4 separate regions of the Mus musculus genome follow, and regions 2, 3 and 4 are each linked to region 1. The links are chromatin contacts, called in public capture Hi-C and promoter capture Hi-C maps. All regions are on one chromosome and are shown on one strand. Each heading gives the region's core, a stretch centred on a gene start, on an enhancer-like site or on the middle of the called end of the contact. The rest is flanking DNA. Distances are from core to core; before and after follow the strand shown. Region 1 holds the start of Cyp24a1 (cytochrome P450, family 24, subfamily a, polypeptide 1). Region 2 holds the start of Cass4 (Cas scaffolding protein family member 4). Region 3 holds the start of Fam210b (family with sequence similarity 210, member B). Region 4 holds the start of Mc3r (melanocortin 3 receptor).

Region 1 (6,061 bases), core at 1,169-3,668:
GGGATGGGGGGTGGGGCGGGTAAGGTCCAGAATCTTTTTAGAATCATACATCAGCACGGAGTACAAAATCTCTGGACACATCATGCCATTTTATTCCTCTACGTTTTCAGAAGACCGGTCTCTACAGGAACATGCCCCCATCCCCCACCCCGCGCCCAGATTCTTTACCACTGTATTCCTATTACAAATGCAAAGCCTCCCCGCTCCTGCCACCCCTGTCCCCGCCTCAAGTGTTGCCGCCTAGGGCTCTTAGAAGCAGGCATCACATTCAGTACTGTAGACTAGGGGCTCTAAAGACTGGGAAATCGGCTTCGAGAAGTTAAATAACACAGCCCGGTCTCACTGCTAGCTGGTGGAAGCCTTGGAACTGCCCAGGAAGCTTGTAACTGTTCCCTCGGTGGGATTACTTTAGGATTTGGAGCAGATGAGTTTGCGGGAAGAGGAAGGAATGAAAGGCGGAGAGAGACAGCATCTCCCTTCAACCACCCATGATCCACAATTCTTTTCCCTTTGTATTTAGAGCTGTGACCCAAAGTCCCCCGGTTAACAGCTCTCTGTCGCAGAGAGCCGCAGGAAAGCTGGCCCCAGTGCACAAACCTCATTGATTTTCTTGTCCAGCTTCATGATTTCCACGGGCTTCATGAGTTTCTTTTGGAAGGCGCTGCGGACCCGCTGCCACTCCTGTCCTTCCCTGCAGAGAAGGGGTATGCTTAGAGCACCACGAAAGAGGCTGCGCAGTGATTCGGGGAGCGCAAAAACTAACCCTGAAGATCGCCTGGAAAAGTCTCAGGAATCTTAGCTCTCAATGAATATTCGCGGCCGCCATCAGCCATCACTGACCCGAAAGAGGCTCACTGTGTCTCTCCGTGAGCTGATAGTTTATGGTAGTTATTTTCCTCAGTGGTGTAGGCTCTGACAAGATGTCTGTGCTCTAAATGACCCCCACCTATGGTCATGCGAGCAAACTCAGGGAGTTATAAACACAAAATAAAAACAACATGAAAATAGGAGAGAGAATTGTTGGGACAAGGGAGAATCTCAATAGGAGTGGGTGGGAGTATCAGAGAGGGCACTGAGTGATGAATGCGACCGGAAATACATTATAAACACGTATAAAATTGTCAAACAACGTTAAAATATTTGGTTTGACGTTAGGGTTAAGTCTTGCCCAAGACGACACCTGGAAGGTGAAGCCCAAATAAAGCGGGCATGGTGCTTTTGATGTGTCCTGTTGGGGGAGGCAGCATGTGTGCATCCCTTCACTGAATAGCTTGTGAGGGGAACCCACTCTCTACAGCACAATTTCAGGATGGCACCAGCTCTAGGTAGAGCAGGGGCTTTATATTCGTTGTCCATACGTCCCAGGGAACTCTAACGACTCCCCTTCCCCACTGTCCCGCACGTCCAGCCTCCCATCGTCTCCGTCCAGCAGAGGGGACTGACTCACAGGATCATCAGCCCGTAGGCTTCGTTGCGATGGTCCCGATAGGCTTTCCAGGGTTTGATCTCTAGCCGCTGGGGATGCGCGCTCTCTGTGCGGTACAGAGCTTCCAGCAGGCTCGGCGAGCCCAGATGCACCGAGTCGAAGGAGCCCAGCTTCATCCGGAAAATCTGGCCATACTTCTTGTGGTACTCTGCCTGCAGCGGGGCGGGCCAAATGCCATCAGCGCGCATCCTCAGGTGCCCCGGGCGCTTCTGCCTCGAGCTGCTGACCTGAGCTCCCCCTGCCACCCCGACCGGAAGGAATAGGGAACAGGGGACAATAGGTGATTAGGAAACAAACTATTTACCAGTGTGTCGTGCTGTTTCTTCAGGCCACCTTTCCAAAAAATCTCCAGTAGGCTGCCCAGCAGTGGCCAGTTGGTGGGTCCAGGTAAGGAGGTGACGTTCCGAGTCTCACCGTCGGTCATCAGCGGGCAGAGGGGCACCTCTTTTGGCGCACGCTTCACGTGCGCCTTGGATGTCACGGACCTTGGGGGTTGCCCGAGGTCCCGCAGCCGGCGCAGGAAAGCGATCAGGGGGCGCCTTTTGTCAATGGGGCAGCTCATAGTAGCAGGCGACCCGTGACACTCGAGGAGCAGTAGGGACTGAAATGGGTAAGGTATTTCGGAAGTGCTGTTGGGTTCTGAAGTTTTGGCGATTTGGGGAAGAGAGGCAAACAGAAGCCGCGGGTGTGGTAAAATACTGTACAACAGGATGGACTTGGAAGAGGCAGATGCCCAGGGATGCTGCAAGGTGCAGTTGTTTAGGGCGCAGGTCCCTGCCCTGAGCTGGCCACAGTGGCTGGGGAAGAGCGGCCGGGGTTTGGCCCGAGTACTCTGTGGCTTTGCAAATTTGACTTCTAAGGTCTAAAGCCACGAGGGGTCAAGGAGGGTCGAAGGGATGCCGCCAGGTCTGATGTACCTCCTTGTGCCTCCCCGAGCTCCCGGGCTTAGGGACCTCGTATTTATGGGAACAGGGCATGCTGGAGGTGGCCAATGAGCACGCTGAATAAGGGCGGAGGGGGACCGACTGGCAAGGATGGGAGGGACGCGGGGGGCGGGTGTGGAAAGAGGATGGAGTCAGCGAGGTGAGTGAGGGCGCCGGGGCCTCGGGTGACCGACACGCTGCTGGCCCGGCGGACGCACCGTGGTGGACTCCACCCCGGAGATAACCTGAGAAAGGCGAGTCGAGCCCAGGGTTCAGCGGGTGCGCTGCGAGCACGCCTCCTCTCCCTCCTCCTGCAGGTTGCAGCCGGCCTTGCAGGAGCCCAAGGCTGCGCTTGCACAATCGCCACTCAGGGCGGGCAAGGTTCCTGAGGACAGTGCGGAAGACCGCCCGCGCTTGCCAAGAGAGTGGAGAGCGAGCCTGCCTCCCAACATCCCGGGAGACAAGTTTTCGTAGCCTGAGCTGGACTTCCTTTGGATGAATGTTGCCTTTTTGAGCCTCTGAAGGAAGAGAGGATTTGAAACTTACTAGGATATACCAACAAGTGGGGGGGGGGGGGGGGCGGAGATAATTTTCTTACCCAGGGTCTTAAGCTAGGCAAGAAAGCCCAATGCGATTTGCAGAATTTCCTTACCAGATTCCTCGATGCTTCGGGTTGGGTTGTTAGGGAACCGAATAAATGAATGCACGTACACAGGTGTATGTCCTCAACAAAGGATGCTAGTGGCTTTAGTTCTGCGGGAGACTGTGGAGTGCCTTGAGGGCATGGCTTGGTTCCTTTGGAGTGCTTCCCAATGTCCCCTTAAGCCTTTCCTTCTTGCACACCGCCCACCCTTCGCAGAGCAGAGGCACCCACCGATTCCTAAGCGCCCCCACTTTCTCCCTAAAGCAGGCAGAGTTAGCCACAGATGCACCCTTGCTTTTGTATCTGGATAGATTAGAGCTCACTTTCCTAATTCTGGAAAGGAAATTGGTCTTCACTGATTTAAAGTGACTCATATTGTTTCCTGCTGTTCCAATGCCAAGCGCCAGCAACCAGGCAGGAGGCAGAGACTTTCCTCCTCGGCTTTCCAGTCACCTGACCGAAGGTTACTGTGACCCAAGCAATAGCAAAGTCTTCCGTAAACACCTGTCTGCTTCTGGAAAGGCTTTTGCAAATTTGTGATTTGTGCTCCAATACTGTCGTCTCGAATTTCCCCTAAGAGGTCGTGCTAACAAACAAACAAAAACTGCATATATGCAATAATTTATATGAAATCCACTAGATCAATGTTAATATGCACTGTCGTGTATACGGCATGCACTATAAGTTCATGTAGTCTCTTGTGTTTCTGTGAAACATACATTTTATAATATATGTAGTGCACTGTAGGCCATGTGAAAGTACCATATGTTAGACTTTCAAGAGCCTGTGACAAAACTGGAATTTCACTCCAATACTTATTTATTGATTGATAATTTATTTATGTATTTACCTCCCAAATGCTGCCCCCTCCCCCATCCCCTCACACTTCCTCCCTCCACTTCCCCTTCACCTCTGAGAGGATACCCCCCACCCCCACCCTCGTGGTTTATCATGTCTCTGGCAGGATTAGGCATATCCTTTCCTACTGAGGCCAGACAAGGCAGCTCTCTGCTGTGTATGTGCCAGGAGACAAATTTCACTTCAGCTCAACATCAAAAACACGTGAAAGAACCGTAACCCCACCCCCACCCCCCTGCCCATTGTCACAGACATTAGTAGCCCCAATGGCATTTGGATCCCAGTTTCTAACCCAGCCTGACTCTTCAGCATCGACATCCATATGTATCATTATTTCTATTGCTTTCTTGAGACAGTCTCATAGCCCAGGCTAGCTCAAACCCCTCATCCTCCTGTTTCCACCTCTAGAGTGTTGGCTGATGGTTTATTTCACCATGCCTAACATCACCTGGCCAATCATATCACTCTCTTCCATGGCGATGGAAGTATTCCTTCCATGACGATGTGCCCCAGAGGAGGGTGGGATCAGAACTTTCTCGTTTGGGTACGTGGCAGAGAGTGGCAGAGAGCATGCATCCTTAGAGGGAGGTGTTATTTCCGCATCTCTTCTCACTTGTGCCTGGATGCTGCAAAGACCCCATCCTTGGGTGTGTGTGACAACTGTCTTGTTATTTCAGCCAGTGAGCTACTATTTCTTTTCCTTTTTTTTTTTTTTATTTTGCATGATCAAGACCGAGACAGGTTTCAGACAAAGTAGATTCTCCTGGGAGTTTAACGTTAGACAGTTTTTGTTTGCTTTGTTTTTGAGACAGGGTCTCACGATGTAGTCCTGGCTGTCATGGAACTTGCTATGTTGACCAGGCTGGTTTTGAACTCACAGAGATCTGCCTGCCTCTGCCTCCTGAGTGCTGGGATTAAACTTATGTGCCACACTGAATGCTAGCACTAGACCGCTTCATGAATTACAAAGAGATACTCAGAAGTACAGGAAATTATTAGCTAGTGTATTTATAGAAGTAAATTAGAGAATTTCAGATTCATAGAAGTCCATGTCTCCTGTTCACTGGGGAGAGTCCCCAGTCTCAGCATAGAGTTTATTGGAGGTCCATTGAGTGGGACATTTGTCAGTCCTGGAAGAGGTTCAGAACACCAAAGTGATTATGTTGCGCATACTCTCAGGAACTTAACCTTCTTTCCTGGGCTTTGGGCCTCCCTCATTCCATGGCCTCTGTGAGGCATGCAGCCATTACCTCTCAGAAATTCCTAAAGAAAGATCTGAAAGTGGCTCCTAAGAGCCAACCCCATTCCCAAGATCTGCCCAGGCCACCTCTACTGTTCTGAGAAATCCTAACTATCTCCTGCAAAGATTGATTAGATTCATTAGACCCTAGCCTTTCTACTATGCAACCACACATGACAGTGTGTGTGTGTGTGTGTGTGTGTGAGTGTGTGTATGAGTGAGTGTGTGTGAGTGAGTGTGTGTGAGTGTGTGTGTGAGTGAGTGTGTGTGAGTGTGAGTGAGTGTGTGAGAGTGAGTGTGTGTTTGTGTGAGTGTGTGTATGTGTGAATATGTGTGAGTGTGTATATGTGAGTATGTGTGAGTGTGTGTGAGTGTGTGTGAGTGTGAGTGTGTGTGTGTGTGTGTGTGTGTGTGTGTGTAGGGCGGAACCTGTTGGAGGGCAAGGGCTTGATTTGGTCCTCTGTCTTGGGAAATACAAAACTCTTTCAAATATATGGGTTGGCAATACAATTTTGAGTCTCAAGCCTTGGCTGACCTAGGGTGACCTAGCTGCTTTTTGATTGCGGGAATTCGGAGGGCTGCTGACTTTTCATTTCTTGAGCAGAAGGTGGTGGAACCAACCTCACAGCCAAACTCAAACATCACAGAAATGGGAAGAGTGCCAACATAGGCTCCTGTGAGGATGCTGCACAAAGTCCCCAGCAAAGTGAGACGTTTAAGAACTTACCTTGTAGTGCTGTGCATTGCACACCTGGTTCCTTGGGACCCAGAGGGAGGGTGTTTCAATCATGATATCTGTGCTCAACTAGATAGTGGCAGTGTGTGTGTTTGTGGTGCTGGAGGCTGATCACAGAGCCCTGTGCACACCAGAGAAGCATTCTACCACGGAATCTCCTGACTCTTATTGTTTT
Region 2 (6,061 bases), core at 1,050-3,549, 1.9 Mb after region 1:
TTGGCAGAGTGCTTGGGCTATGGGTCAGTTGGCAGAGGCTTGGGCTATAGGTCAGTTGGCAGAGGCTTGGGCTATAGGTCAGTTGGCAGAGTGCTTGGGCTATAGGTCAGTTGGCAGAGTGCTTGCTTGCCATGCTCCAGGTCCTTGGTTTGACACCCAGCACCACATACATGGGTATGGTGCCTATAATCTCAACACTTGGGAGGTGAAGGCCGAAGGATCAGAAGTTCAAGGCCATCCTTAGCTACATAGAAAATGTGAGGCCAGCCTGGGCTACATGAGACTCTATTTCAAAACAAAGGAAGGGCTGCTGGGAGTGGTGGTGCACACCTTTAGTTCCAGCACTCCGGAGGCAGAGGCAGGAGGATCTCTGCAAGTGAGTCTAACCTGGTCTACAAAGTGAGTTTCAGGTCAGCCAGTAATATTACACACAGAAACTCTGTCTCAAAGAAAGAAAAAAAAAAAAACAAAAACAAGAAATAAGAAATAAAGAAAGGGAAGAAAGAAGGAAGGAAGGAGGAAAGAAGGAAGGAAGCAGGCATGAGGGGATCACTTCAGTAAATATCTGGACTTAAGGTCAGTGGCATAGCAGCTGAAAAGATGCTCAACACCGTCTGTAACTGCAGTTCCAGAGACTCTGACGCCTTCGTCAGGCATCTGTGGACATTGCCTGCACATTTACAGACATATGGGCAAAACACCACACACGTTTTTTTAAAAACTGGATGACTGATGGAGAGTGGCCTGCTACCAGGGATGCCTGGCTCGGTGAGCGAGAGCACGCCTTCTGATCTGTCCCTGTGCAGAGCAGTGGGCTGAAGCTCTTATGATTCACAACTCCTCTCTGCAGCTACAGCGTTTCCTAAAATGGAGCTCGCACTGCCTCTGATCTGACGCACCCCACCCTTTTCAGAATGTGTCTCTCTTGTGAAAAGCCTTCTGGAAATTACTACTTCTTCCCTGTGGACTTTGGCAGGGAGCATGTGGCTGACAGCTACTTCTATTTGCTAAGACAGATTCACACCGTAGTCCAGACTGGCCTAGAACTCTGAGGTGGCCCAGAACAGCCTTAAAGTCGCAGCTGTTCTCCTGTCTCAGCACTGTAGATGTGGGGGTGGGAGCATGCCCGGTTCTACATTTGTCTAGAGCCTGTTCATCCTGTCTAGTCATTGTCACCCCCTTTCGCTACTGTCGCCTGCAGATTGCTGATCACTGGTTCCTTAAAGACCATTTAAAATAGAGACAGCATTCTATCTGTTTGCTTGTTTTGATTGCATTTATTTTATCTGGGGAGGGAAGTATGCACACGAGTGGCAGTATGCATGCAGAGGTCAGAAAGACAGCTTGCAGGAGTCCTCTTCTCCCACCGTGTAATTCCAATAACTCCAACAAGTTTTCAGCTTAGCAGCTGACAGCTTCACCCACTGAACCATCTCACTGGTTCAATTTTTTTAAATTTACTTTTTTTTTCCACTTTGAGTTCGGGGCTGGCCCCAAACTTACTTTGTAAGTCAGGCTATCATTAAACTCACTGAGATTAGCCAGCCTCTGCTTTCTGGGAGTGCTGGTATCAAAGGAGAGTGCCACCGTGGTCTGGCTATGGCATGCTTTTTAAATCTCACACCTGGGAGGCAAAAATAGGTGGGTCTTGGTGAGTTTAAGGCCAGCCTGGTCTACAGATCGAATCCCAGGGGAGCTGGGAGGAGCTGCTTAGAAGAGGGGACCCTTATGCTGAAATGAAATGAAGCCTAAGCTAGTTTTGGGTTTTTGTTTTGTTTTCTTATTTGTTTGTTTGGTTTTTTTGGGGTTGTTTGTTTGTTTGTTTGTTTTTGGTTTTGGTTTTGTTTGTTTTTTGGTTTTTTTTTTTTTGTACTCCGTGGCTCCTCTCTGGATATTGGGTCTGAGTTGAGGGAAACTTTAAACTTGGGAAGTCGTGAGGACTCCACTTCATGAGTTCAGAGCACTCGCTTGACACAAAGAGCCAAGTGTGGGGCAGTATCTGGTGCTCTCAGCAGCGCCCGCTAAAATATAACCACGGAGAATTGGAGTGAAGGTGTAGAAAACGTGGGGTTCAGAGCAGGGCAGTTTACTCCTGTTACCCCAGCTGTCACACCGCAGGGGACAGGAAGGAAGACATGCTGACCCTCAGCGGAAGTCCAGCAGCTTTGCTTCATCATGGAAATGTGTTGCCTCGCTGGGTGGGAATTGTTCCATTAGTCTTCAAGGGACAAGAATGCGGTGTGATCCTACGCTGGGCTGCTCAAAGTAGGAACTTCACCTTGTAAAGCAGAAGGGTGGGTTTTTTTTTTTTTTTTTTTTTCTCCTTCTTCTTCTTTTGTGGTTTCACACAGCAAAGGAGTGTCAGCCTCCACTTACCATGAAGTGGGACAGCAGGCATGGAGGCGTGGGTGTGGCCTGAAGCTCTGGCCCCGCCTCCCCCGTTCCTTTCATTTGACTCTCTTTACTTGAAAGAATCATCTCGACTGTTTCCATGTGTTGGCAAACAGTTCCATAGAATCCAGCTCCTGGGAACCAGCCAGCAGCATGCAGTGATATTGCATCATTGGTCCCTGGAACCAGATATATCAGCGGCAGAACTCCGAGGACCCTGCTCACATCACAGCCATGAGAGGCACCAGCATCAGAGAGGGTGCGCCCAAGGTGAGTGACTGATTGGGGCTGAGTGCATGAGAGCAACAGTTGACTCAACTGTTTTTATCTTTGGGTCTCTAATGAACACGAAGGGTAGGTTATTAGTGGCAGGCAGGTTTGGAATGAGAAAGCTTTGCTCTTTACCAGTTGTTGGTTTCAAGATGACTGGAAATGATGGGGTGAAATCGGCAGGAGGCAGACAGCCCAAGCCCCCACTGTGTGTCTCTTCACCACTCAGCAAACTTCTTAAACATTCTCTCTTTCTCTGCATCCTGAAGGTGCTTAGTGTGGCTCTCAAGGATTCTGACTGGCTTGGGGCACTCACTTCTCTTGAATAGAGAGAGCTTAGACCTTGGCTCTACTCTTGCTAACTCCAATAAGGACACCCATGAACTGCCTTCGTGTTCCTTTGGGCGCTGGGGACTGGAACTCTGGTACAAACTGCAAGTCTGGGCCAGGAACCAAGAGACGGTCCTATAGCATATGTATAGCATGGCACACTGCTAACCCAAGAAGGGCACTGGAGCCTGAGATGTGACGATGGTACTTGCAATACAGGCATAAGGACCTGAATTCAGTACCCAGTACCCACATAAAAAAACAAAAAACAAAAAACAAAAACAAACAAAAAAAACAGGCATGAAAGCGTGTACCTGTAACCCCAGAGACGGCAAGGAGGTGACAGCAAGGTCCCTGTAGTTCTCTGGCCAGCATCCCTAAGACAAGCAACTCCAACTCCACACACACACACACACACACACACACACACACACACACACACACACACAAATAAAGTGGGTGGGTGATGGAGAAGGACATTGTGACATCAACTTTTGGGTTTCACACACCCATACTGTATGCGGGGGCTTGGGGAGAAGGAGGAGAGATCACAAGGAAAGTGAAGCTCACAGTCGTTGCTTTTCTGTCCCCTCCTATTCTTTCAAAATGTGATAGAATGGTAGATACAAAAGAGCCATGAAACAGTTGCTAAATGGGAGGCTGCTTGCCGGAATTAAATGTTGCTTGTCATTGTGATAGTAACAAGTGTTGGGCGTGGGATCCAGGGCTGGGGTCTGTGGCGACTCCTTGTTTAGATGACTTGTAAATATCTGAGTTGAGAATCTTGCCCCACAAAGCGCTGGGGAAGTGAGTAGTTGAGCCAGCCCCACTAAATCTTTCATCCAAAGGCATCCCCGCAGTTCCGGGCAGTCTGTCTCTCCGGCAGTCTGTCTCTCCGGCATACGGCCTCTGTCTGTACATCGACTGATGCTACAGCTCTGCTCACTGTTGCTGTTCAGCTTCGTGAAAATAAATAGCCAGCCCTGCACTCCTCCCTCCTGGGCTGGGGATGTTGTTCCGTTGGCAGAGCACTTGTCTCACAGGCACAAAAGCCCGGGTTTTGTCCCCAGCATGGGCTACACAGGCCTGTAACCCAAGATGATGGGGAATTCAAGGCATCCTCAGCCAGGGCCATCAACAACAGCAGGACATGCTTCATTCCTGTGCGTTTGACCTGTATCCTTACCTTCACATAGGTATTATGAGCCCATTTGAACGTCAGAACAGTCTCCAAAAACACCCTTGGGTCTGTTTGTCCAGTTCAAGGCTTCATCTCAAGGTCACACTCTTTGCCAGGTCTTGTCCTTAATCTGGAATAACCCATTTCCTATTTGTCTCTCACAACTTTGTCGGCTCTGTTTGTTTTGTTTCTGCTGAGATGCTTTTAAGATCTGAAACTTGGCACCACTCATTTCTGCACGTTTTATATGTCATAGTATAATCTGTAAGCGCATATGTATTGTCCGGGCAATGATGCACAGCCCGCTTGTCTGTTTGGTGCAAGGCCCAATAACTAACCGTCACTCACTGCGTGTGCACCAGGTGCTCCATGGAGCACCCAACTAGTCCTCACTCCCTTAGTGTGTGGACTCCGTTTGCAGCCTTCCCATGAGACAGGTCTTCTCAGCCTCATCTTGCATATGAAGAAACCCCCCCGACCCCCATGGGCAATCAGCGGCCCTGCCTAAGCAGAGCAAGAAGAAGACATCTGGCTACCCCCCCCCCGCCCCCCACTGTGGTCTCACCATAGCCATGGGGTCAGTGAACTGCATCAACAAAGAGCCATCTCATGCTGGAGGGGGGAGGGAGAGGAAGAGGGGCGTGGCTTGGACTTTCAGCTCCAGGGAGGCTGGAGGCAGGGGTTGGGGTGTGAGGGGTGTTGCTGCCACTTCAAGGCCAGCTTGAGCCACATAGACCCTGCCTCAAGAAACAAACGAAAAGCCAGGCGCTGCTTCTCACTTGGCAGGGCCCAGATCATGTCTGTTGTGCCGCGCCCTGTTTCTAGGACTCTTTAAAATACGGATTCTTTCTGACCTCACCGATGCCATCCAGCTCTGGTGCTCTAATCTCAGCTCATGCAAGACACCCCTTTCCAGTAAGGTGGTGCCTGAGGGGATCCCTCCCTGAGTGGGGGTCCAGTCTTCATCTCCCAGGCCAAGGAGCCTCCATCTGATTATTCACTCCATTTTTTTGAGTGTCTGTGTGGATGTATTTCTCCCCTTCCCTTCCTGGGTCTCACTAGTTAGCCCAGGCTGGCCTCAAACTCTTGGAGATCTATCTGCCTCTACAGTGCTGGAATGGAAGGTGTGCTCATCACGCTATGTTTGGCGAGTTATTTTCTCACATAAATGAGCAGGAGCAGTGAGTGCGGGGCCTTCTGGGCTTGTACTGTTTAGAATGTAATCAGCATGTCATAGAATACAATCATTAGTCAACATGTCATGTATAATATAGTCAGCATACAGTGTGATATAGTCAGCACTATGCCTTAGATTGCACTGACACAGTTGATCTGCCAGTTGATTTGTTAACCAACTGCCCTCGTTAATGTGGTGCCTCACTGTTCTGTTTTTTAAGTGACATTGTATTTATTTCATGTGTCTGTACATGTCTGGAGGATGGAGGTGAATGTCATGGCATGTGTGTAGTCAAAGGAGGACAGTTTTGCAGGAATCAGTTCTCTCCTTCCACCAGGTGGGTCCCAGGGATTGAACTTGGGACATGAGCCTTGGTAGCGGGAGCCTTTCACCACTGAGCTATTTCACCACCTTCATCTGCTTCCTAAGCAGGAGCACTGTGTGTGAGCAGGCTATACAGGGAAGCAGTTCTCTTTCTCTTCTTCTTTTTTTAAAGGCATTTTTTTATTATTTTTATTAGATATTTTCTTCATTGACATTTCAAATGCTATCCCCAAAGCCCTCTATACCCTCCCCCTGCCCTGCTCCCCAACCCACCCACTCCTGCTTCCTGGCCCTGGCATTCCCCTGTACTGAGGCATATGATCTTCGCAATACCAAGGGCCTCTCCTCCCATTGATGGCTGACTACACCATCCTCTGCTACATACGCAA
Region 3 (6,061 bases), core at 2,039-4,538, 1.8 Mb after region 1:
TGGACGTCTGGGTGGGCTCAGCCTAAGATCTCCCTGGGTAACTTTTCAACCATTTATTTATCAAGGGATTTATTGGCAGTAACTCCTTAACACCTGACACTTGACATCTCCCTTCCCTGTGTGGTCAGATCAAACCAACGGGGACAAATCTCATCCCAGCCAAGAGGGACAATTGAGACCAAACCACCAGATGGCTGACCAGAGAGGTCTTCAGAGAATACTGTTCCGAAACAAGGTGGAGGAGTTGTCAGATCAAAATGAAGTCACACTGTACACAGTGAGTGGCACTGGCCTGTAATCTCAGTGTTTGGAAAACCAAACAAAGGACGACTATAAGTTTGAGGTCAGACCCTGTCCGAAAGCCGGGGACAGGAAAGCACAGCCACCTGTGTCAGCCTCTCCAAAAATAACTCCAGTTGAAACGTTACCTGATGCGAGTACCCGAAGTGCCTGAAATGCCTTCCGACCTCAGATGCTATTTGCGTTCTGTTTGTATTTCTGATGCAGAAACATCTTGGAGAATTTGAGACTACCTCATAGCTGCTTACTGTACTCCGATGTGGTCAATGATGTGCCGGAGAGTTCTGTTACGGAGGGGAAGCCATTCCGCCAAATGAGTAGTGTGCGTGTTGGAAGGGTGTCTCCGTCCTCATGGCATGAAGCTGGAGTGTGTGAGTGTGGGAAGGATGCTGTCCTCCACGTGGCGCAGAGCTCCTAAGTGTGAGTTACTACTAGCCGTGGGGGGTTATAGAGGGCAGAAGGGAGGAAGAGCCCTTTCACTTGCCGTATTCTGGACACACCTGTACTTGGGTGTGTACATTCAGAGCATCTACACACACACATTATTGATCATACGAATGAATGGTCAAATGGTCAATATGAACGAATGGTCAAAGGCTGGCCATTCCAACACACTGTTCCTCATCCTCTGTTAAATTTAAAGGGAAAAATTTAAATGTATTTCTCTCTCCCCCCAAGAACCATAAAGCAGAAATCACAAACTCAGTTCCTAGGAAGCCAGAGCGGGAGGCCTGAGTGAATAAAGGAGACCCAGACACAAGAGCATTGTGGGACCTAGGAGGCCCTCCAGATGAAGTGCTGGGAGCCCTCTCTGACACCTTTGAGACATTCCGGATCAAATGCCCTCTCCTTTTGTGCACCAGGCACTAGGTAACAGCCCACTCTAACATTTGTGTCAAGACTTCTCCCAACAGTCTTACAAGAGGAACTCTTAGGGTGTCTTCAATTTACAAGCGAAAAGGTGAAGCTCAGAGAGGCTGAGCCACTGACTCCAGGTCACACAGCTGGAGTTGCAGGACCAATGTGACTGAGGACTATACCTTTATTTTTTTTTGGAGGGGGGGGTTCGAGACAGGGTTTCTCTGTGGCTGACCTAGAACTCACTTTGTAGACCAGGCTGGCCTCGAACTCAGAGATCCACCTGCCTCTGCCTCCCAAGTGCTGGGATTAAAGGCATGCGCCACCACGCCCGGCTTAGGACTATACCTTTAACTCATCTTTATAGCTTGAACACCCTGAGCAGAAGCAGTCCACACAGGATCAGTCTGCCTCCTTCAGACACTGGTACCGGACTACCACAAACAGAGCTCAGGCATAACCAGCGTGGTTTCTGACTCTGAGAGCTCTGCCAAGCTGGAATCCAGCCAGCACATCTTGAGAATGTTAGCTTTATACATTTTATTCTTTTGGGTCAAGGAGACTGAGCTTGGGGGCTGGTCTGGAGCTCCTGCCTCTACTTCCCAAATACTGTAGTTATAGGCTGGGCCACGGTGCCTGTCCTGGGGACCGCTGGCATTGTTTCACTGAAGTATGATTGCTCTGCATAAAAGTGAGCTTTGCTTATTGTGGTGACCCTCACTGCCCTGTCAGCCCCCTGCTCCTTGAATCCCCGCCCAAATCCCACTCACAATCCTAGATAGCCGCTGACCTTTTTGGGGGGGGGGGTCCAGAATTTTGCCTGTGAACTTTGCATTCTCTGAAGATGAAATCCTCCTGCATGTTGTGTTTGTGGCTGGAATTTTCCATTTGGCAAAGCAGTCCTGAGACTTGTCCCTAGGATGAAGGTGTTCACGCCTTACTTTAAAAAAATTTTTTTATTATTATTGCATGGGAGGGAGCATGTGTACAGGCCAGAGGAGCACTTTGTGGAGACTGTGGCTCTCTCCCCCCACCTCCCAGCCCCCACCCCCACCTTGCCTGGGCCCCAGGGTGGAACTCAGCTTGGATAGCAAGTGATCCACAGATGGAAGTTCCATTCTCCAGCTGACAGATATCTGGACTGCCCTGCTATGAGTATTGCTGTCTTCTGAGCATGTGTGTAGGACAGGTTCTCCTGGGGTCGAGGCTGGCCTTGAACTCTTAATCCTTCTGTCTCAGCCTCCTGGGTGCTTGAGTTACAGATCTGCACCACCATGTCAAGATAACAGTTTACTATTATTTCTTTAAGTTATAAGAACAGAAGGGTTAATTTTGGCTCATGGGCCTAGAGGTCCAAGGTAGAGGGGCCACATCTAATGCCAGCAACGCCTTCCTGTGGGCCCAAGTCCCCAGGCAGTGCATAGTCACCAGGTAAGAGAGAGTGCCCTCTTGTCAGATTTTAGTCCGACAGAAATGTGAGTCTTTGCTTCTCTTGAGACACTATGGGAGCGGAGTTGCTGACCAACCTGGTTTGTGTACTTTTAACTATCTGTGAAAGTACAAAACTTTTCTCCACAGTGGCTGCTTTCATGTTCACAGCCGCGATATAGTAGGCTCATTTAGAGGGCTTCTTCAAGTGAGAGTTAACCTCTATAGTTCCTTTCTTCTTTAAAGCATTCACGTAAGCATCAGTCTTCCAGGTTTCACCCATTCGGCTGAGAGGAAAAACAAAGAATGCATTAGCCCTCGCTTGAAACAGCCGCCAGCCGCGCTCCACAGTCCGGAAACTCAAAATCCTGGAAAGTTCTGAGAAAATGCATTCCACAAAGAACTGGCCTGAGGTCCTGAGAACTAGGCTGATAGACTTGGCAGGTCCCCAGCCCCGCCCACTCCGCTTCAGGAGGCGGAACTTAGCCAAGGAAGCGGGGCTGAGGGGCGGGAACAAAAGAGAGCGAGCGTCTCCAGATGCCCCACCCACTCATGGATAGGCTGCTTCTGCGGAGGGCGGAGCTGTTGGGTGGAGCCCAAAACCTGCGCTCCGCTATAGAGCCCCGCCTATCCCACGCTCAGCTCCGCTCCGGGGGCGGGCCCTAAAGGTGTTGGGGCGGGGCCTGTCGGGGGGTGGAGCTCGAGGCCCCGGTCTCGGCCCCGCCCACCGCGCTGTGTTGGAGCTGATTCCCGAGTGGGCACACTGGAGCTGCGCTCGCGGCGCGCCATGGCCGGGCTGTTGACGCTGCTTGGCCCGGCAGGAAGAGTGAGCACCCGGCTGCGGCCCCTGGCCCCTTGGCTCCTGGGAACCGCCACCTCCTGTGCTCCACCGCTCTGGGCCTTAGCCTTGTCCCATCCGGTTCCGGACGCCCGACTGCTGCGCACGGCCCGCGGGGACTGTCTCAGCCGCCAGGTAAGACTCCCCACAGCCACTCGGACCCTGATCCCCAAGTGGCCGGAGCGCCGTGCCAGGGCCAGCCCCAATGGACAATTTTTACATTGCACCTGACCGAAACGGGTCACCTCCGGGGTCCCTGAGTTCTCAGATTCCTAGAATCCGAGAAAAATCTCTTTCAGTTAGCAGCCGGAGAAACTGAGGCTAGGAGTGGAATGGTGCGCTGCCCAAGGTCATGGAGTCGCCCGCCGAGCCCCAGTTTCGAAAGCCAGAACAGTGGCGTTACCGAGCCGATCGCAAGGGGCCTGAATTCTATATGAACTTCCAGTCCGGCCCCTGGACTTGTTCCTTTTGAAGTTCAGTTGAGGCCTGGGCACTGGGCCCAGGAGGCGGCATCGCCGGTGCCGCCGGTACATCTACCGCTTCCCTGTGCTCCTTGCGCCACCCTTTTATCTAGCTGGAAGAGCAGGCTCAGAGCAGGCAGTCCATCCCGTTTTGTTGTGGTTACTTGCCCTGAGTGCTCAGAGTGAAAACCAGCTTCCATTCAGACAGCAGCATATCTCAAGTAGGTCTCAAAAAAAAAAAAAAAAAAAAAAAAAAGCAGGAGTTCAGAAGTAGTAGATCGGAAGCGTCGAGGTCTGGGGGAGTCTGAAAGAAAGATCACTGCCATGAATCGGGCAGTTCTGAGTACTGTCTGCTCCCGTGGCTTTTCAGTTAGGGATTGGTCGCTTTCCTTGAGTGCCGAGCACAATGATGGAAGGACTTCCTTCCCCTCTCTCCTGCCTGACAGACAGGACACTGGCCTCAGCTCTGCTCCTGAGCACAAGTCAGGATACTCACAGCGTACCGTGCTTCAGGGCACCGCATAGCTTCCCTCTCCTCCAGAAAGTCTTCCCTGACTACCAGTAGTGTGCCCCCCCGCCCTATACTGTCTCTTCTCTAGCGCTCAGATCTTAGCTGCCTTCACGATCTGGTACAACCTCTCACCTTGTTCTGCCACATCAGCCCTGTTGGTAGCCTAACCCTAACCCTAACCCTAACCTTAAACACACACTCTGCCTTGACAGGTGTGTTTACAGCAAGGATAAGTCTGGTCTCAGGCTCATAGGATCCATGTCTCTGCTTGCTAAGTCAATCACTTTGATCAAACGCTATCCCTTTTCCATGTCTGTAAAATGAGATGTTACTAAGTCATTTCCCAGAGGGTGAATGTGATAGGCGACAGCATGCTAGCTGGCATCTGGTACATCATGGCTGACACCAGTGATTTCTGTCATCCGTGTCACACCGCCCAGGGCCTCCAGAGCCCAGGAGCTGAGCTTGTACTTCAAAAAGGATACTCCTCAAGAAGCCAACTGTGGGGGAGGGACCTGCCCTGGGACTCAGTCCGGCATTCCCACTCCACCTCCAACCTGCCTGCCTTCACTGGGAGGCCAGCTGGGGTCTCCAAATGTTCTAGATAGTAAATCAAGTGTCTTGAGTGACATGTCAACCTCTTGCCTACAGCAAGGACTGCACTGTGCCAGAGATGGGGAGATACGCCACACAAGGAGCCCTTTCAGAGCTCAGGGTTCAGGGTCACATAGACCAAGTGAGTGGAGGCCACTTGTGACCCTGGGGGGGGGAGGGGGAGGAGTTCGTATGCAAGTGGCTTGCTGGCTGGCGTCCCTTATCTAATGAGCAGCATCCCTCCTGACTCACTCCTTGCTTGTCTTGGTGTGTCTCCTCCCTAGGTTTCACTGTTTGTTCTCTGCTCCCTAAAGTCAGAGTCTTCTTAGAGGTCTGTCCGTCTGGTTTGTTGCAATGTCCCTGCTCTGGAACACTCTGACAGGCACAGTGCTGGGTCTGGGATTGGGCTGTGCTGCCTCTGGCTATGTGCTCACACACACACACACACACACACACACACACACACACACCCCGGACTTTGCAGATCCTCTTCTGTTCATGGGGATATTGTGAGGATTGCACTAAACTAAGATTTTCATGGCACTCAGAACACGGCCCAGTACAAAGTCAACACATACGGTACTTATCAAATGGATGGGAGCAAGTGTTACCACACAGCGTGATCAACTCAATCAACCTTCTTTTTCTAATATGGCTTCCTCTGGTTGTTTTGAGACAAGGTCTCCTGTATTCCAGCCAGGCTGGCCTTCAACTCAATAGGCTTGAACTTCTGATCCTCCTGCCTCCACCTCCAAAGGACTATAGGCTTACACCGCCAAGCTGGGTTGATACTGTGCTAGGAAATGAGAGTATTGCATGTGCTAGACGCTCTACCACTGAGATGCATCCCCGCCTGAGCACTTTGAGGTCAGTGTGTCAGTGTGTCAGGGAAGTCCAGAGCCCTTGCAGGTGGCAAACAGCAGTACTTCGTGGGGAAAGAGTATCTACCGGTGCCCCATTGCTTGCCAGCCACTCTCATGAATCCCTTTGCTTCAGCTTCTTTAAATCCCTCTAGGACTTGGAAGAAAAATGCATGGTCCTTCATGTCTTGCCAGAATGGTCATTCCCTAC
Region 4 (6,061 bases), core at 1,434-3,933, 1.8 Mb after region 1:
CCCTGAGCTGCAGATCCCCGCCTCCCCGGTGATTTGTCATCCAGTCACATTTACTTTTACATGAACTCATATCCACATCCTCTACCCAGTTTTCTCAGCCAGCCGTTCTCTGTTTTCTATCAGCGTGGGAAGGAGGGTACTTGTGTCTGTGAGGGGAAGTTGAGATCCATCCTGGCTTGTCTTCTGCCTGTTCAACAATCATCTATGTAGTAAACTTGACGCTGCCCATTTAAAATAATTTCCTCAGCTGGGAGATTTTATGGATATCCTAAATTTTCTTCTACACGAATTGAAAAGTTTGTTTGGGCCACAGTTGGCTGTTGCTAGGGGTAACCAGTGAGTAGTCAGTTAAAGAATGTCAGGTGATCGATACCCGTCTCTCCTGGCTGCCCATTACTGTGAGTCCAGAGGGAGGAAAGCATCCAGGAAACTTCAATACTTAAGTTCTGGTTATCAAATTACTATAGTTTTGAAAATTGTCACAGGCCAACCAAAATGGCATAGCCCTGGCTCCTACTGCTCCAGGTGACTCTGATGCAGAGGTCCAGTGGGGTCCTCATGCCCACCTGCCCCAGATGTTTATTCCCTCCAGACTTCAAGCATGGTAGGGCCTCTGCCCAGGGCCCTCCTCTACCTCAACCCTCCCAGAGACAGCTCTTCCCTTGGTCCCGCCCACATCCTTCAGCCCCAACCTTCACCCCACCAACTCACACACTGGATATCACCTCTTCATAAAAGTCCAAACCTACATCTATATCGCAGTCTAGGACGGGTCCTTGGCAAAGAACACCTCCCCTTTGCCCCCATGATCTCCTGATTTGTGTCCATCACCCTGAGCTATACTGTAGTGTACAGGCTCAGTTGGTCAGGCTACGTGTGGCAGGGTCTGCAAAGTATAGCTCCCATCTAAAAAGAGAAGTTGTGTTGCAAGTGAAAAGCTAGCAAAGAGCATGGAATCATGCACAGAAAAGCCAGGAAACTGGAAGGTTCATCTGTCTAGCAGCTTCATTGACGTCCAGGGTTTGGTTTGGAGCACTGGGGATCAAACTCATGCTCCTTACTTATTAGACACGTGCTCTACCACTGGGCTACATCCCAGCCCTCTTCATGTTTTTAATCTTGAGGCAGGGTCTCACTAAGTTGCCCAGTTTAGCTTTGAATTCACTCTGTAGCTCAAGCAGGACCTGGACTCAAAACTCTCCTACCTCAGCATCTTGAAGTCAGAAGAAAGCACAGCTCCCACCTCAAAGGGAGCCAGAGGTTGTTTATTTTGGAAGCAAGTATGAGTGGCTACGCCTGGTACATATATATGGCTTCAGCTCATCTCCAAATCAGGTTGCAGTATGGGAATGTTTTCATGTGGTTTTATAAATACAAAACAAAAGAAAGTAATAAATCATGGTATCTTTCAAGTATATTAGTGGGCATAGCATGTAGGCAGGTTACAGCAAAGCTGGGGACTTCTTGCTCTGGGTTTCTGATGCTGTGTCGTGAGGTGGGGTGGGTGGGAATTGGTGATCTGCAAATTTATTACATTCCCAAAGGTCTCCCGTAGTAGGTGATACCCACAATATAATATTACATCACACACAGGATGGCTATTATATGGTCTAAATATAGCCAAAGATAGCTGGGAGATGTGGCTCGGTTGGTAGAGTGCCTACCTAGCATGCATGTAGCCTTGGGTTCAATCCCCAGCACCTCAGAAGCCAGGCGGGGTGATGTGCCTGCAATCCCTGCAGTCGGCACACAAAGGCAGGAGGATCAGAAGTTTAACCTTATCCTTGGCTTCATAGTGAGTTCAAAGCCAGCCTGGCATAGGTGATACCCTGTCTGCAGAAAATAAAATAGCCCAAGATAGTTTGGCCATGAATCTGTCACATCCCAACTTGACACAAACAGGAAACTTCTGCTCAGACCAGCCTACATCTCTACCAGGTCCAGATGCTGATGTAATTTAGAAAGTAGCAATGACCACCTCAGCCTCCAGAAATCATGCCCTGACCAATCAAGAGCCATCAACATTGGAGCCAAACACTCTCCTCCCATAGCAAAAAAGGTTGAGACTCCCCGAAGGGCCAGGAGCAGTTGACATACTTTAATAATAAACTATTTTTAAATGAAGGCATGCATATTGTGTCTTAGACTTATTAAATTGCACGTTTAATGAACTATTAGTGCAGGTTTCATTTTTATGTGTTCTTGGAAATAAACAAAAATTGGTGTAATTCTCGTGACTGTGTTACTTGCTTCTCTATGGAGTTCCTGGGTGACAGCTGCAATATTGTCAATGTGTGAGCACAATTCTCTGATTTCTCTTCCTCCATCCTAGACGCTGGTTGGCGGTGGCGGGGGTCGGGGGAAGGGCTGGGCCAGCGCTTCTCTTGTTTCCTTCTGTATTTCTTACACCCAGTGCAGACCTGACCCATACCAACCCACAAACGGCCAGCAGCAGAATGAATGCTGATCTCTCTTTACCGGGCAGGTCCGAACTACTCCTACACGAGCGCAGGTGAGCAGTCCGGACTGCAGGGGGCGCCAATCTGCTTCCTCATCTCCCCGGTGGAACCCGGAGCCCCGACCTGCTGTCAGTCAGACAGTGCCAGCTGCTCAGTGGTCATTTTGCTGCACTGGAGATGAAGTAGGAGTTCCGATGCATAAAACCCGAGTGCTCTCTCTTCTCACATCTAGCGTCAAGTCCCACAACCCCTGGCTCGCTAGAAGTAGAGCTGTAACTGTAGCAACGGGTGTCGGGTGGGGATGAGAGAAGACTGGAGAGAGAGGGTCAGAGCTAGAGGGGATGAGGCAGGCTGATCAGACTCTGCACTGATTGCTGGAGACCGCAAAGGAAAGTTCTTTCTATGTCTCCAAGCCCCACTCCCTCTCTATCTATCTATCTATCTATCTATCTATCTATCTCTCCCTCTCTGGAGAAACTAAAGTCTAGACTGGACAGCATCCACAAGAGAAGCACCTAGAAGGAGAATTTTCCCCAGCAGCTTGCTCAGGACCCTGCAGGAGCCGCAGCTGGGACTGGACCTGCTGTTAACCATGAACTCTTCCTGCTGCCTGTCTTCTGTTTCTCCGATGCTGCCTAACCTCTCTGAGCACCCTGCAGCCCCTCCTGCCAGCAACCGGAGCGGCAGTGGGTTCTGTGAGCAGGTCTTCATCAAGCCGGAGGTCTTCCTGGCTCTGGGCATCGTCAGTCTGATGGAAAACATCCTGGTGATCCTGGCTGTGGTCAGGAATGGCAACCTGCACTCTCCCATGTACTTCTTCCTGTGCAGCCTGGCTGCAGCCGACATGCTGGTGAGCCTGTCCAACTCCCTGGAGACCATCATGATCGCCGTGATCAACAGCGACTCCCTGACCTTGGAGGACCAGTTTATCCAGCACATGGATAATATCTTCGACTCTATGATTTGCATCTCCCTGGTGGCCTCCATCTGCAACCTCCTGGCCATTGCCATCGACAGGTACGTCACCATCTTCTATGCCCTTCGGTACCACAGCATCATGACAGTGAGGAAAGCCCTCACCTTGATCGGGGTCATCTGGGTCTGCTGCGGCATCTGCGGCGTGATGTTCATCATCTACTCCGAGAGCAAGATGGTCATCGTGTGTCTCATCACCATGTTCTTCGCCATGGTGCTCCTCATGGGCACCCTATATATCCACATGTTCCTCTTCGCCAGGCTCCACGTCCAGCGCATCGCAGTGCTGCCCCCTGCTGGCGTGGTGGCCCCACAGCAGCACTCCTGCATGAAGGGGGCTGTCACCATCACTATCCTGCTGGGTGTTTTCATCTTCTGCTGGGCGCCTTTCTTCCTCCACCTGGTCCTCATCATCACCTGCCCCACCAATCCCTACTGCATCTGCTACACGGCCCATTTCAACACCTACCTGGTTCTCATCATGTGCAACTCCGTCATCGACCCCCTCATCTACGCCTTCCGCAGCCTGGAGCTGCGCAACACGTTCAAGGAGATTCTCTGCGGCTGCAACAGCATGAACTTGGGCTAGGATGCCCGTGGAGGTGTTCCACATCCAGCCAAGAGACAAAAACAACGCTCAGACGGGACGTAAAAGGGTGTTAGGAGCTGGAACTGTGCTTGGCTTCGTCTGTAAGCTCGTGGCCCTTTGCAGACGGGACACGGCGTAGGATGGGCTGTCTGTGAGGATCTGTGTGTGGGTAAGTCAGTTTGATCTAGCACATAGCCTGGAAGAATCAGGCAAAGCAGCCCTGAGTGTCATCTGTGTTCATTGCTAGGCACCCAGGGTTTGTGGCCCCTGCCTGCTTATTGGCTTTGTACCAGTAACTGTGCTTCAAGCCAACCAGACCGGAGGGCTCTCGTGAGCAGAAAGAGTGCTTAGACTTCCGGCAAGCATCCTGGCTCACAGCGGCCACCTCCTGACCACTACCGGGAGAGCTTTGCACATATTCTGTGGGAGATTGAGTGAAGCCCTGAAAACAATGTGATATTTGCTGCTCCCTTCCAGAACTTACATCTGTGCCAGCCTCCCCGAACCCCTGCACAGAGACATGACCCCCTTCTCCCTGTGCCGTTGTCATGGTTGTTATTATTGTTGGAGTTTTGTTCGTTAAAATCTAAGCTTCAAACCTAATACATCAAAGCGCTCTAGTCAGTGAGAGGTCCTAGGATCCTGGCCACTGCAAGGTAGATGTTACTCTTTAAAGAACAAAGCAAGCAAGCAAACAAACAAACAAAACGATGGTCTTCTACTGTTTCGTCTCTGCCTTTCAAACGCGAAGAAAGTGCAGGCAGGAAGGTGTGCGTTTCACTAGAAACTGCCTTGCTGCCGTTGGTGATCATTTGAGCAGCTGGGTCTGCCTCCTTGTTCTCTCCTTACTTACTCCCAAGCTCCTTTCCGGCTCCTGGTAAGTGCGTTGTCTATCAAATGGTTATTTTAACATCATTTATAAGAGAGGCTGTCTTGGCTGTTGCTTCTTTTGCTAGATGCCGTGTTAAAGTCAAATGACCCTGTCGGCAACTTCTGTAACCCTGTCAAGTAAAGCAGTCACTCCCACCACTGCGGGGCAAGAAGATGCACATACAGGCTTGCTGTATAACACCGCTGTGTGCTGCTGGCAACAGCCAGATCCCTTCTTGCCCTAGACAACTTCAGCTCGTGATATCTCCCTCGGTCTGTGTTCTCCTGCTCTTGAATACATGAGGTGGAGGGACCGTGCTTGAGTTTCTCCTGCTAGCATGATACAGACATCATTTCTCTCTTGCTTTAATCGTGATGCTTGGGAGATAATAAAGGCTTTGGTTTCAGTGACCATAAAACACGTGTGAGATTGTGGTGCGCCCCCGGAGTCACCCTGTGCATCCCACAAACAGACACAGCACAGGATCCATGCAGATGGTATTAAAAGAGTGTTGAGGGCAGGGGAGGTGGGTCGGTGGTTAAGAGCGTTGGCTGATCTTGGCAGAAGGCTGGGGTTCCATTCCCAGAGCCCACATCGTGGCTCAGAACCATTTGTAACTCTAGTTCCAGGTCTGACGTTCGTTTCTGGCCTCTGAGGGCACTGCATGCACGTGGTGCACAGACATCCATTCAGACAAAGAACCCACATACATAAAATAAAGATAAATCAACCTTAAAAGTAATATGGGTAAGAAAGCAGTGTTTGCTAATGCTTTTTTTTTTTTTTAGCCAAACCACAAAACTCTCCCATTTAGTTTTCCAAATTACCAGGCTTCTGGCTCCTCAGCCACTGCCAGTCCTCATGGTTTCAATAAAACACTAAATAAAAGGAACTGTGGGTAGCTACTCAGAAAGCAAATACAGAAAATGGAAAATCATAACCACGGGAACATCCATAGGAATCGCAATGACCTTGCTCTGAGAAAACAAGACGGAGAGAAATCACTTTTCCTGTTTTCACATTGCTTGTCACATTGTCTCATCGTTGCCTGTCAGCAAATCTGTAAGTGGTGTCACTTTGGATGTGAACACATGCAGTCCCAGGGACCTGAAGGACTGTGAGGACTCCCCGAGAGCCCAGTGTGGTGTGTCCTGTGTCCTGATGCTG

What was found. Promoter capture Hi-C pulls out the DNA fragments that hold promoters and counts their contacts. Capture Hi-C pulls out chosen DNA fragments and counts their contacts.
Region 2: a contact with region 1 is called in a promoter capture Hi-C map of embryonic stem cells, with 8 times the contacts expected there. The contact joins the promoter of Cass4 here to the promoter of Cyp24a1 in region 1. A contact is called at or near these places in 5 of 39 promoter capture datasets (the HPC-7 cell line, cranial neural crest, embryonic stem cells and 2 more).
Region 3: a contact with region 1 is called in a promoter capture Hi-C map of embryonic stem cells, with 10 times the contacts expected there. The contact joins the promoter of Fam210b here to the promoter of Cyp24a1 in region 1. A contact is called at or near these places in 3 of 39 promoter capture datasets (cranial neural crest, embryonic stem cells and hippocampal neurons), 1 of 15 datasets of contacts at CTCF or cohesin (the NIH/3T3 cell line), 1 of 484 Hi-C or Micro-C datasets (the G1E-ER4 cell line), 1 of 115 datasets of contacts at active chromatin or transcription factors (embryonic midbrain) and 1 of 9 other capture datasets (embryonic stem cells).
Region 4: a capture Hi-C map of embryonic stem cells shows a contact between it and region 1, with 7 times the contacts expected there. The contact joins the promoter of Mc3r here to the promoter of Cyp24a1 in region 1. A contact is called at or near these places in 6 of 39 promoter capture datasets (the 3T3-L1 cell line, cranial neural crest, frontonasal cranial neural crest and 2 more), 2 of 115 datasets of contacts at active chromatin or transcription factors (astrocytes and embryonic forebrain) and 1 of 9 other capture datasets (embryonic stem cells).

The regions. Positions count from the first base shown.
Region 1 is chr2:170,494,727-170,500,787 of GRCm38.p6, forward strand. Cyp24a1 (cytochrome P450, family 24, subfamily a, polypeptide 1) reads right to left here and starts at 2,419. Exons shown (of 12, transcript NM_009996.4): 1 at 1,791-2,419; 2 at 1,448-1,638; 3 at 598-691. The coding sequence starts at 2,048. It overlaps Gm16796 (predicted gene, 16796), which reads right to left. Exons shown (of 3, transcript NR_040367.1): 3 at 4,631-5,040. It also overlaps a transcript of Pfdn4 not described here.
Region 2 is chr2:172,391,345-172,397,405 of GRCm38.p6, forward strand. It overlaps Cass4 (Cas scaffolding protein family member 4), which reads left to right and starts at 2,300. Exons shown (of 7, transcript NM_001080820.3): 1 at 2,300-2,661. The coding sequence starts at 2,626.
Region 3 is chr2:172,342,289-172,348,349 of GRCm38.p6, forward strand. It overlaps Fam210b (family with sequence similarity 210, member B), which reads left to right and starts at 3,289. Exons shown (of 3, transcript NM_025912.4): 1 at 3,289-3,559. The coding sequence starts at 3,374.
Region 4 is chr2:172,245,809-172,251,869 of GRCm38.p6, forward strand. Mc3r (melanocortin 3 receptor) reads left to right here and starts at 2,684. Exons shown (of 1, transcript NM_008561.3): 1 at 2,684-5,306. The coding sequence starts at 3,052. The coding sequence ends at 4,023.